Regions from separate parts of the Triticum aestivum genome. Here region 2 is linked to region 1. Evidence: chromatin contacts called from public Hi-C data. All regions are on one chromosome and are shown on one strand. The core of a region is the stretch at or near the end of the contact, and the rest is flanking DNA. Distances in the headings are between cores, read along the strand shown. Region 1 holds the start of LOC123049647 (UDP-glycosyltransferase 73C6). Region 2 holds the start of LOC123053961 (cytokinin dehydrogenase 8).

What was found. A called contact is a pair of places that touch in the nucleus more often than the background predicts.
Region 2: a Hi-C map of leaf shows a contact between it and region 1, with 4 times the contacts expected there. The contact joins the promoter of LOC123053961 here to the promoter of LOC123049647 in region 1. A contact is called at or near these places in 5 of 5 Hi-C or Micro-C datasets (leaf, root and an unstated tissue).

The regions. Positions count from the first base shown.
Region 1 is chr2D:480,072,179-480,077,039 of IWGSC CS RefSeq v2.1, reverse strand. LOC123049647 (UDP-glycosyltransferase 73C6) reads right to left here and starts at 2,129. Exons shown (of 1, transcript XM_044472545.1): 1 at 476-2,129. The coding sequence starts at 2,046. The coding sequence ends at 559.
Region 2 is chr2D:480,342,454-480,347,314 of IWGSC CS RefSeq v2.1, reverse strand. It overlaps LOC123053961 (cytokinin dehydrogenase 8), which reads left to right and starts at 2,849. Exons shown (of 5, transcript XM_044477587.1): 1 at 2,849-3,653; 2 at 3,826-3,953; 3 at 4,062-4,328; 4 at 4,469-4,731. The coding sequence starts at 3,059.

The DNA.
Region 1 (4,861 bases), core at 880-3,379:
TTCCAGCGGACGCTCTGGCGATGGCGGTGGTCGAAGTTTTTGATCAATGTGTTGATGGTTGCAGGATTGAGGAAGGATTTTTCTGCATATTTTCTTTGTTGGGATTGTTTCGTGTACTTTCTCTCTTGGTGTGCTATCTCTTTAGATTTCTCAACAGAGATGCTACATTTGCTGTAATATACTGATGTAATTAATATAAATGTGGTACTTCTCGTAAAATGACTGGCCCACATACACATTTCGATATCCGGTATTTTCCTCGCTTGCTATTACATTTCACGGGTGATTTGCTCGGACTTCAGACATTTGTTCAGGTACCGTTCGCTCTGGGCGAAGGAGGGATTTCCGTTAAATACTGAATACCAACTGCCGTGGGTTTGGTAGCATGTCAGGAGGTGAAAGTAGGGTTAGAAACTTCAGTCGTTCGTTAGGAAGTTTGGAAGGAGCATGTAAAATCCCTGTAAACGCCTGTACGTCTAGCATTTTTGGTTCTTCTTTATTGGCATTTTGGATTATACTGCAGGAACAATCGATACAAAAAAATACTCCGCCCATTAGCTAAGACTGCTCAGTCGAATTTTCAGACACAGACTGAATCAATTCCTCTAAATTGTTGTACGACGACCCACCTTCCTTCAGAGAAGCGTTTGCTTTCGCTTTACATGCCAGAGCCTTCCTCCACATGTCCTCCCCTGCAACCCCTCCATCCATCAGCTTCTCCAGAGCGCTGTTGACTTGCTCCGCCCCCACCTCCGCCTTCGCCTCTCCGCTGCCATGCTTGCCAGCGGTCAGGACGTTCGCCGTTGGCTTTGTCACGCCGACGGACACCCCGATGCCAAGCACGTCCACGATCAGCTTCTCGTTGACGAATTGCTCGGCGAACAGAGGCCAGGTGACCATGGGCACGCCGGCGGCGACGCTCTCCAGAGTCGAGCCCCACCCACAGTGCGTCATGAATCCGCCCACCGCCGGGTGCGCCAGGATGGCCACCTGCGGCGCCCACCCGCGCACTACCAGGCACTTGCTGTCCGGGTCGCCGTCGCCGGCGGTGTTCTCACGTAGCCACACCTTCACGTCGTCGGGCAACGAGTCAGCGCCTCTGATAACCCACATGACAGGCCAGCGGCACGAGACCAGGGCCATGCCGAGCTGCATGAGCTGCGCGGGCGGCATGCACCCGGCGCTGCCGAAGCTCACGTACACCACGGACTTGGCCTTCTTGCCGTCCAGCCACGACATGCACCGCCGCGCGTCATCGCTCTGCGGGTCGAGACTAGGTGCGCAGCACAGAGAGACCGGCCCCACGGCGAGAACTTTCCTGCCTGCGGCTGCCGCGAGAAGCGCCGCGGAGCCGTGCTCCAGCTCGTCGAAGCTGTTCACCACGACGCCGTCCACGGCCATGTCGAACTCCCGGACCTCCTGCATCACCCCGCTCCCCATGGACGTGGATGGCAAGAAATGCGGCGGCAGCTGCCTGCCGAGGATCTTGCACTCAAACGGCTGCAGGACCGAGATGTCGACGAGCTCGTCCGCGGACGCAATCGCCTCGTGCCGTCCTTGCCTGTAGAGGTGCTCGATGCACAGCAAGGCGAACGCACCAAAGCCGTGGAAGATGTAGCAGGGCACGCCGAGGTTTCGTGTCATGGGCAGCGTCCACGTGTGGCACATCCCGGAGACGATGCAGCTCGGCCGGCGTGGCGCGTCCCGAAGGCAGTACTGCTCCACCGCCTCGCCGAACTTCTTGTTGGCCTCGAAGAAGCCAGGCACCATGGCGGGGGACGTGATCAGGTCCAACCTCTCGCACCCCTCCGGCAGGCCGGCTTCGGCGGCCGGGAAGGGGATCGTGGTGACCGCGAGCACCGCGCCGTCCAGGGTGACACGGTCGACGCGGCTCTGGACAAGCGACGCGTTGGCGGGCGTCGTGATGATGGCGACCGACGCTCCATGGGAGGCGAGAAGGCAGCCGATGTCCGTCATGGGGACGATGTGGCTGATGCTTCCTATCCATGGGACGAGCACAAAGTGAGGCTTTCTGGCGGTCTCCATTGCCTGTTACTGTGCTGCACTATGGTGTCCACAAATTCGACAAAGTTGGGTATGACTGAAAATTATGAGATGGGAAATATGGCTCTTAGTTTGTGTGTGACGAACTGCTGGGTAGGATCTTGTTATATATGCAGGTTTATGGGCTGCGACCGGGTGTGCGTGCATGGTACGAGGCCGTGTCGACACATTGCTGCGCAGTGCGCACACAGAGGACGAAAAAAAATTAGAGTGTGGTGAACTGTCAACTAAAGCTTTTGATGCAAAAACATAATAGTCAATTCACACTGCACCGAAGCTTTCAATGGCGTCTAGAAGACGCATGCAATATATCAACTTTTAAATATCTTCTTTTAATATAACACATCATCAAATTATTTAGTTGTCCGGCACACCTCATATTCATCCCATATACTCCCTCTGTTTCTAAATATAAGACCTTTTAGGGATTTCACTATAGACTACACACGGAGCAAAATGAGTAAATCTACACTCTAAAGTATGTCTATATAATCCGTATGTAGTTTATAGTGGAATCTCTGAAAGGTCTTATATTTAGGATCAGAGGAAGTACTCCCTTCGTTCCTAAGTATTTGTCTTTCTAGAGATTTCAAATGGACTACCACATACGGATTTATATATAGACATATTTTAGAGTGTACATTCACTCATTTTGCTCCGTATGTAGTCACTTGCTGAAATCTCTAGAAAGACAAATGTTTAGGAACGGAGGGAGTATGTGTTAAACCGAACACCTGGTCATGTTGTATTGGGAGTGAAGTCCGAGACGCGTTGGCATGGATAGTCGGTCTTTTTTTTTACGAAAGGGCACGGGTAGTCAATCATTGTACTCTTATATATACTCCCTCCCTTTATAAATATAAATCTTTGTAGAGATTTAACTATGGATAACATAAGGATGTATATAGATGCATTTTAGAGTGTAAATTCACTCATTTTGTTTCATATGTCGTTCATAGTTAAATCCCTACAAAGGCTTATATTTAGAAACAGATGGAGTACAAGTCAATGAAAAAAGAACCAAAAAATGCAAGTTGAGCGCACCAGCAAATTTTTCTCCGTTCTGTTTTGTGGTCGCCAAGTTATGAGAGTTCTATTAAGAGCAAGCCGCCGAGAGAATCGATCTGATCATTGTTCAACAGAAGCAAGCCGGTTCGAGTACGTCTACACGGTGAGATGTGCATGTGCTAGCCAGCACATCAATCAAGCTGCCTGCTTGTGTGCTTCCGATCTAGCTTGTGTGCTTCCATCTAGGTTTGCGTGGACGAATCGATCTGCTATGGTCTAAAACCCACAAACAGTAGTGTATATGCTTAGGCCCATGCTCCATGGTGTATTGGTGCTTAGCATGCCACATAGGTAAAAAATCTGATGTCGCAAGGTAGTTAAGAGGAGAGAGAAGATTTTGATGACACTAGAAAGAACCAACGCCAAGTGTGCGGACCTATGCAAAAGATTTAAATGAAAGAAGTCTGCCCTATGCATGAGAGACTTTAGTTGTTAAACAATTAAATTAGGAAGCTTAGCAACAACAAACTAAGCACCTATGCAATTGTGAACTTCAGGTGCTAAACTCTTTAATGCTCTTTGCACCCCATCTGAGTAAGGCTAGCCATAATGGGGGTAACATAAGTAGTATTATGTACTTAGGACTCGCGAACATGCTTATGTGGCAGGCAATTAATGAGGAGAGATGCAAATAGAGTAATATAATATGTTACCATCACATAGCGATTCTCAATGTAAAATGAGTCTATAAATTAACAAATGAAACCCTTTATGTTACCACATCTATGACACTACCCATTATAGAGGTAGTAATATAGACTAGTAACATATGCATGTTACTAGTCTAAGTTACTCCCCACTATGACTATCCTAAACAAGCATTGGAAGAGGTCTTAGGTATTCAAAAAAAATACATGCATACATATAAAAATTTGGTGTGGAATCAAGGTGTGGCGGCCGCCACACCTTGCCCACTGGGCTCCTCCGCCAGTGGGTGCACACCTTGCCCATTGGGCTCCTCCGCCAGTGGGTGCACATGCATATGCAAGTAGCGGTGTCATTGCTCCATGATTGATAAACTACTATACTATAGGAGATTAGTTGTCCTGGGCGGTGGTCAGGGCTTCATAGGGCAAAGACGAATGAACATTCCAGGCAGTGCAGCAGAACCGGCTTCCCTTCTTCCGCAGTTCCGCTGCCTGCTCTTAAACCTGATCTGTTTTTCCCGTAGTTGTATATTGACGTCTTTCTTAGGACATCTTTAATACCCTACTCTTAAAACGTTTGCATATATTCGGACCGTGTTGTTCTGACGTGTTATAACATTCAACACAGGTTTGTATCGATCCGTCAAATGATCTAGATACACTTTTTCCCGCAAAGTGGAAGCAAAGTCAGGGGCTTTGCATTAGTCCGGACAACAGCCACGTAGGAGTTCAACACCACCGGCCCACTAGACCCCCCCTACCCCCGGTCTTATTTTCTTTCATTTCGTCCCATCTACCCCATTACTTTGCATCCGCACCCTCCTCCGACGTCGTTGTTGTCCTCTCCGGTCGGCACACAGGCATTGCTGGGCTTCCGCAGCCAGCACTGACGCGTCTGTGCTCGCCTTTTACGACGGCGTCGTCCACCCAGGGCTCGTCCTTAGGCAGGTACCCCCCCCCCCCCCCGGTTGTCACGTCTTCCATGGCGGACACCACACCCGATAGGTGTTCGGTCAAATGCCATTAAGCCTATGTTCGAACACCATGTCTTTTTTTAGAATACAAAGGATGGCGGGGTACTC
Region 2 (4,861 bases), core at 1,600-4,099, 270 kb before region 1:
GGTACGTACCTCGCCGCAGACGCCGGCGGCGAGTGCATGCACGTAACGTGTAGTGCATGGGTGTCGCTGCCCAGCAGTGTCGAGCAAGTACGCCACGGACGCACGGGGTGTGCGCCAGGCAGGCAGGCAGGCCGCAACGGGGAAGCGCCGCTGCAGACACGCGCCTGTCCTGCCGCCCGCTTCCGCGCTCGTTGAAGTTTCTGCGGGGATGGCGGCAGAGAAGCCAAGACGGGCCCGTCATTCCACAGTGCGAATCAAAACGGTCGCTGGCAAGTAGTAATGCCGTCTAAGCGTCAGCCACAATGACCACCGGAGTTGGATCGGTGCTCTCGTAGCCACCGTCGAGGAGGCGACTGACCGCTACGTGCCGTGGCAGGCACTACATACTGTACAGAGTTTTTTCTTTAATATAAACCGTCGATTAGAATACGTACTGCTGTACATGGGTTTCTGCAGTTCTATAAAATATACGAGGCCTTTTTCTGAGAGATGGGTCGAACAACGCACGTACGCTTCTTTTTCTACAATCTGGCAGTGCTACAGCAATATCCATAAAAAAGATTAGGATCGCTAAATCTCAGTCAAATCAAGCCTCAATTGATGCTATATCAATCCAATCCAAAACAAGTGTCGCAGTTTTAAACTAGGGTTTGTTCAAAGGACTGTGATATTTGGCACACGTGTGCCATATAAGCAAAACTCCTACACCTCTACTTCTTTCATTTTAAAGTACCATACGATCCCTTGTCCTTTGACCTCGCCTCCTCCCAAACTACCCTGCAGGCTCGCCCGAGAAACCTGCTTCTCCCGCACATCTCGCGCGCCCACCCTCGAGAAAACTGCCACTTCTTCACGTATACCACATGATTTCTCCTCGGGACAAAGTTACCATGGTATTCGTAGGCAAGTTATCGGGCCTGTGTTGCGTGACTTACCGTGCTATTTACATAGAATGTACCAGGTACTATGCTTCAACAACTACACCCCTTCAAAGTTACCACTGTGTTTTGTATACAAGTTATAAGGTCTTCGATGTGTAAAATACCGTGGTACTTACACATAAGTTATCTGGGTATATGTACATCAACCTCCCCCCGGTCAAAGTTACCATGGGGGATTGTACATGAGTTACCGGGTCTACAGTTCGTATATTATCATGGTACTTGCACCTAAAAACCTGGGTGTGTTTCGGTAGCTTTTTCCATAGGTCAAAAATTACCACGATGTTTTTGCGTAACTTATCACGCCTATAGCACGTGTTCCCCTCATGACACTAAACATTATGTGACTTTCCTTTGGCACGCCATGTGTTGTGTTTATCCAAGAGGCCCACGCGCGAGGCGAGTGTATGTTTTAAACAACTTATTTTCCTTTGGTAAAAAAATTACCATCATGTTTATATTGCAAGTTATCGGTTATGCGGTGCTTATATTATCATGTTATTTACACAAAAATTATTGGGGATGTTTTGAACAACTTTTTCCCAGGACAAAAGTTATCATGGTGATTCTAGGTAACCTATCAAACCCGTAGTGCTTAAAATATCATGCTATTTACACAAAACTTATCAGGGGTATGTTTCAGCAAATTCCCCTCCCCCCCGGTCAAAAACTTATCATGGTGTTTAGTTATCGCAGCGCATATGTTTTCATGCTATTTACACATAAAAATGCTAGGGGAGGGAGGTATACTACCGTGCTATTTACAAAGAAGATACCGGAGTATCTTTTCAAAAAAAAAATTCCCTACGGTCAAAGTTACCATGGTGTTTCTACCTCAGTTATCAGATATGCGTTGCGTATATTACCACCTATTTACACATGAATTATTGGGTATTTTTTCACATTTGTCTTCCCCAATGGTTAAAGTTACCATGAGGTTTGTATCTAAATTATCAGGTCTATGGCGTGAATGTTATCGTGCTATTTACAGAAATTACCGGGGGGCATGTTCAACAAATTTATTCCAATGATCAAAGTTACCACGATGCTTTCGCCAAAGTTATCACGCCTTCAGTGCTTATGACCATGCTACTTACACGTAATGTACCGCGTGGTATACAAAAGTTATCATGTTGGTGGTGCATCATTTATCGTGGTGGTGATGGAGAATTTACCACGGGAAAAGTTTATGTGCCAGGTTTGATAGGTGAAACAAAAAGTTTTTCAGTGCTAACATATTAAAGGCAAAAACATGTCAAAAATAGCATTTCCCTTAGCTTATTCAACAATGAGTGTCATAGGTGAGGTGGTTAGCTCCCTTTGTTGATTACTTGCAAACCAGAGATCAAATCCTAGTCGAATCATTATTTTTGCCTGAAAATCGGGAAGGCGTGCGGGAAAGGAAAAAAATCGGGGGAGGTCGGTCGGGAAGGACGTGCGGGAAAGGAAGGAGATCGGAGGCGTGCGGGAAAGGAAAGAAATCAGGAGGACGTGCGGGAAAGGAAGGAGATCGGAAAGGAACTGGGCACGGGGTTGCCAAATACATATTTCGTTGTTCAAAACTGCAACACTTGCTATGGATCGAAGGCAGTATCTAATAGCACTATTAGGTTTTTTTAAGTGGATCTCTTCTTAAACTTCTTCACGATGTAAGTTGCTTTCTTGCCCAAGGTTTAGCAGTTGATCCTCTCGGGAGAAATGCGATCGATCAATGGAAGTGTGGAGCGAACGGAGGCGGGAGGCAGGTCCGGGCCCTCGTGGATCCGCCGTACCGAACTCCGGGTTTCCATTAGATTCTCTCTGAGGGCCCGACCGCGTCACGGCACCGCTTACGACCGACGACAGAGACCCATTCCTCTCCTCTCCGCTTGTATATATCCGCGAGCTGTCGCGCCTCGCTCCTCCTCCCTCCCGTCCCTCTTCCCTCCCATCGATCCACAGTTCTTGTGGGAACCCAAGGATCCATCCAGACAGAGACGTCCCGACCGGGGCAGCAATCACCAAACAGCTCGCGCGAGCGACCACGCCTTCAGCTACCTGCCTGCTACTTCCATCGGCCTCGTCCGGCAAGCAAGGAGCACCATTAGGTCCTGTAACTTGTCCAAGCGCGAGAAACCATGGACCTCAGGGTGCTGTACATGTACGCCGCCGCCCTTGCCCTGCTCCTGTGCTCCGCGGCGACCTTCATCCAGAGCCCCACGGACGTGTTCGGCCCCGTGGCGCTCCTCGAGCCGACCCCGTCCTCGGCCCGCGACTTCGGCGCCGTCGTCTCCGACGCGCCCTTCGCGATCCTCCGGCCGGGGTCCTCCGCCGACATCGCGCTCCTCCTGGGCGCGCTGTCGTCCGCGCCGCCGCGCCCGAGAGCGACCGTGGCCGCGCGCGGCGTGGGGCACTCGCTCCAGGGCCAGGCGCAGGCGCGCGACGGCATTGTGGTGGAGACGCGTTCCCTGCCACGCACCGTGGTGGTGGTGGCTGCGCGGGCGGGCAGAGTCAGCGGCGAGGCAACAGAGCACGCGTACGCGGACGTGGGCGCCGGCGCCCTGTGGGTGGAGGTGCTGGAGGAGTGCCTGAAGGCCGGCCTGGCGCCGCTGTCCTGGACGGACTACTTGTACCTCACCGTGGGCGGGACGCTGTCCAATGCCGGCATCAGCGGCCAGGCGTTCAAGCATGGCCCGCAGATCAGCAACGTCCTGCAGCTCCAAGTCGTCACAGGTATGCAGCACTCGCCGCCCACCGCGCACATGCAGCCTACTGTCAATTTTTTCTTCTCATAAACCCTTTCTCCGTTTCATTTCAATTTTCAAAGGAAAGAACAAAGCGCTGAACCTGTAAATTCTGCAGTGATTTACGCCTCTTTTTCACGTTCTTGGTATGTTGGCCGCAGGGAATGGGGAGGTCGTGACATGCTCACGCACCAAGAGCCCGGATCTCTTCTTCGCAGTTCTTGGTGGGCTTGGCCAGTTCGGCATCATCACCAGGGCACGGATTCTACTCCAAGAAGCCCCTCCAAAGGTACATGCATGCCTCATACCCTCTTTTCTACTGTACTACCAATCATCTTTCGTTACTCCTAAGCTTTATTTGACAGTTGGTTACTGTTTTTACCATCCTGATGATCAGGTGAGATGGGTGAGGGCCTTCTACGACAGCTTCGAAACATTCACCAAGGACCAAGAGCTTCTGATCTCAATGCCGGAGCAGGTGGACTACGTGGAGGGGTTCATGGTTCTGGATGAGCACTCCATCCGCAGCTCATCCATTGCCTTCCCCGCCCGCATCGATTTCAGCCCAGACTTCGGCTCCGAGGGCAGGAAGAAGGTCTACTACTGCATAGAGTTTGCAGTGCATGACCTCCAGCCGGACGGCTCCAGCTCCAGTGTCGACCATGTCAGTCTCCTGAATTCACACAGAATTTCCAGTTTTCAATTTAAATACAAAACGCAAGTTCACATCTTGAACAGCAACAGAAAAGGACCGCTGAGTGCTAACGAGCTAGTCTTCTTGTGGTCTTTAAAAAAACTGTGCAGGTTGTGGAGCTGGTGGCAGGGAGGATGAGCCACATGAGGTCCCACATGTACAGTGTGGAGGTGTCCTACTTCGACTTCCTGAACAGGGTGAGGATGGAGGAGGAGAGCCTGAGGAGGCAGGGGCTCTGGGACGTGCCTCACCCCTGGCTCAACATGTTCGTGCCCAAGCATGGCATCGCTCAGCTCAAGGACCTGCTCATGGACACCGTTTTGGCAGGAGACTTCCAGGGGGCCATCCTTGTCTACCCTCTCCTCACTGACAAGTACGCACATCTATCCTTCCTCCTCTGGCAAAAGTATATAAATCATCCCCATTTCCTGCTTCAAATTAGTGCTAGCTCACGGTATCTTAGCCTGTACGTTTTAGACATTCAAACACTATTTAAAACAATA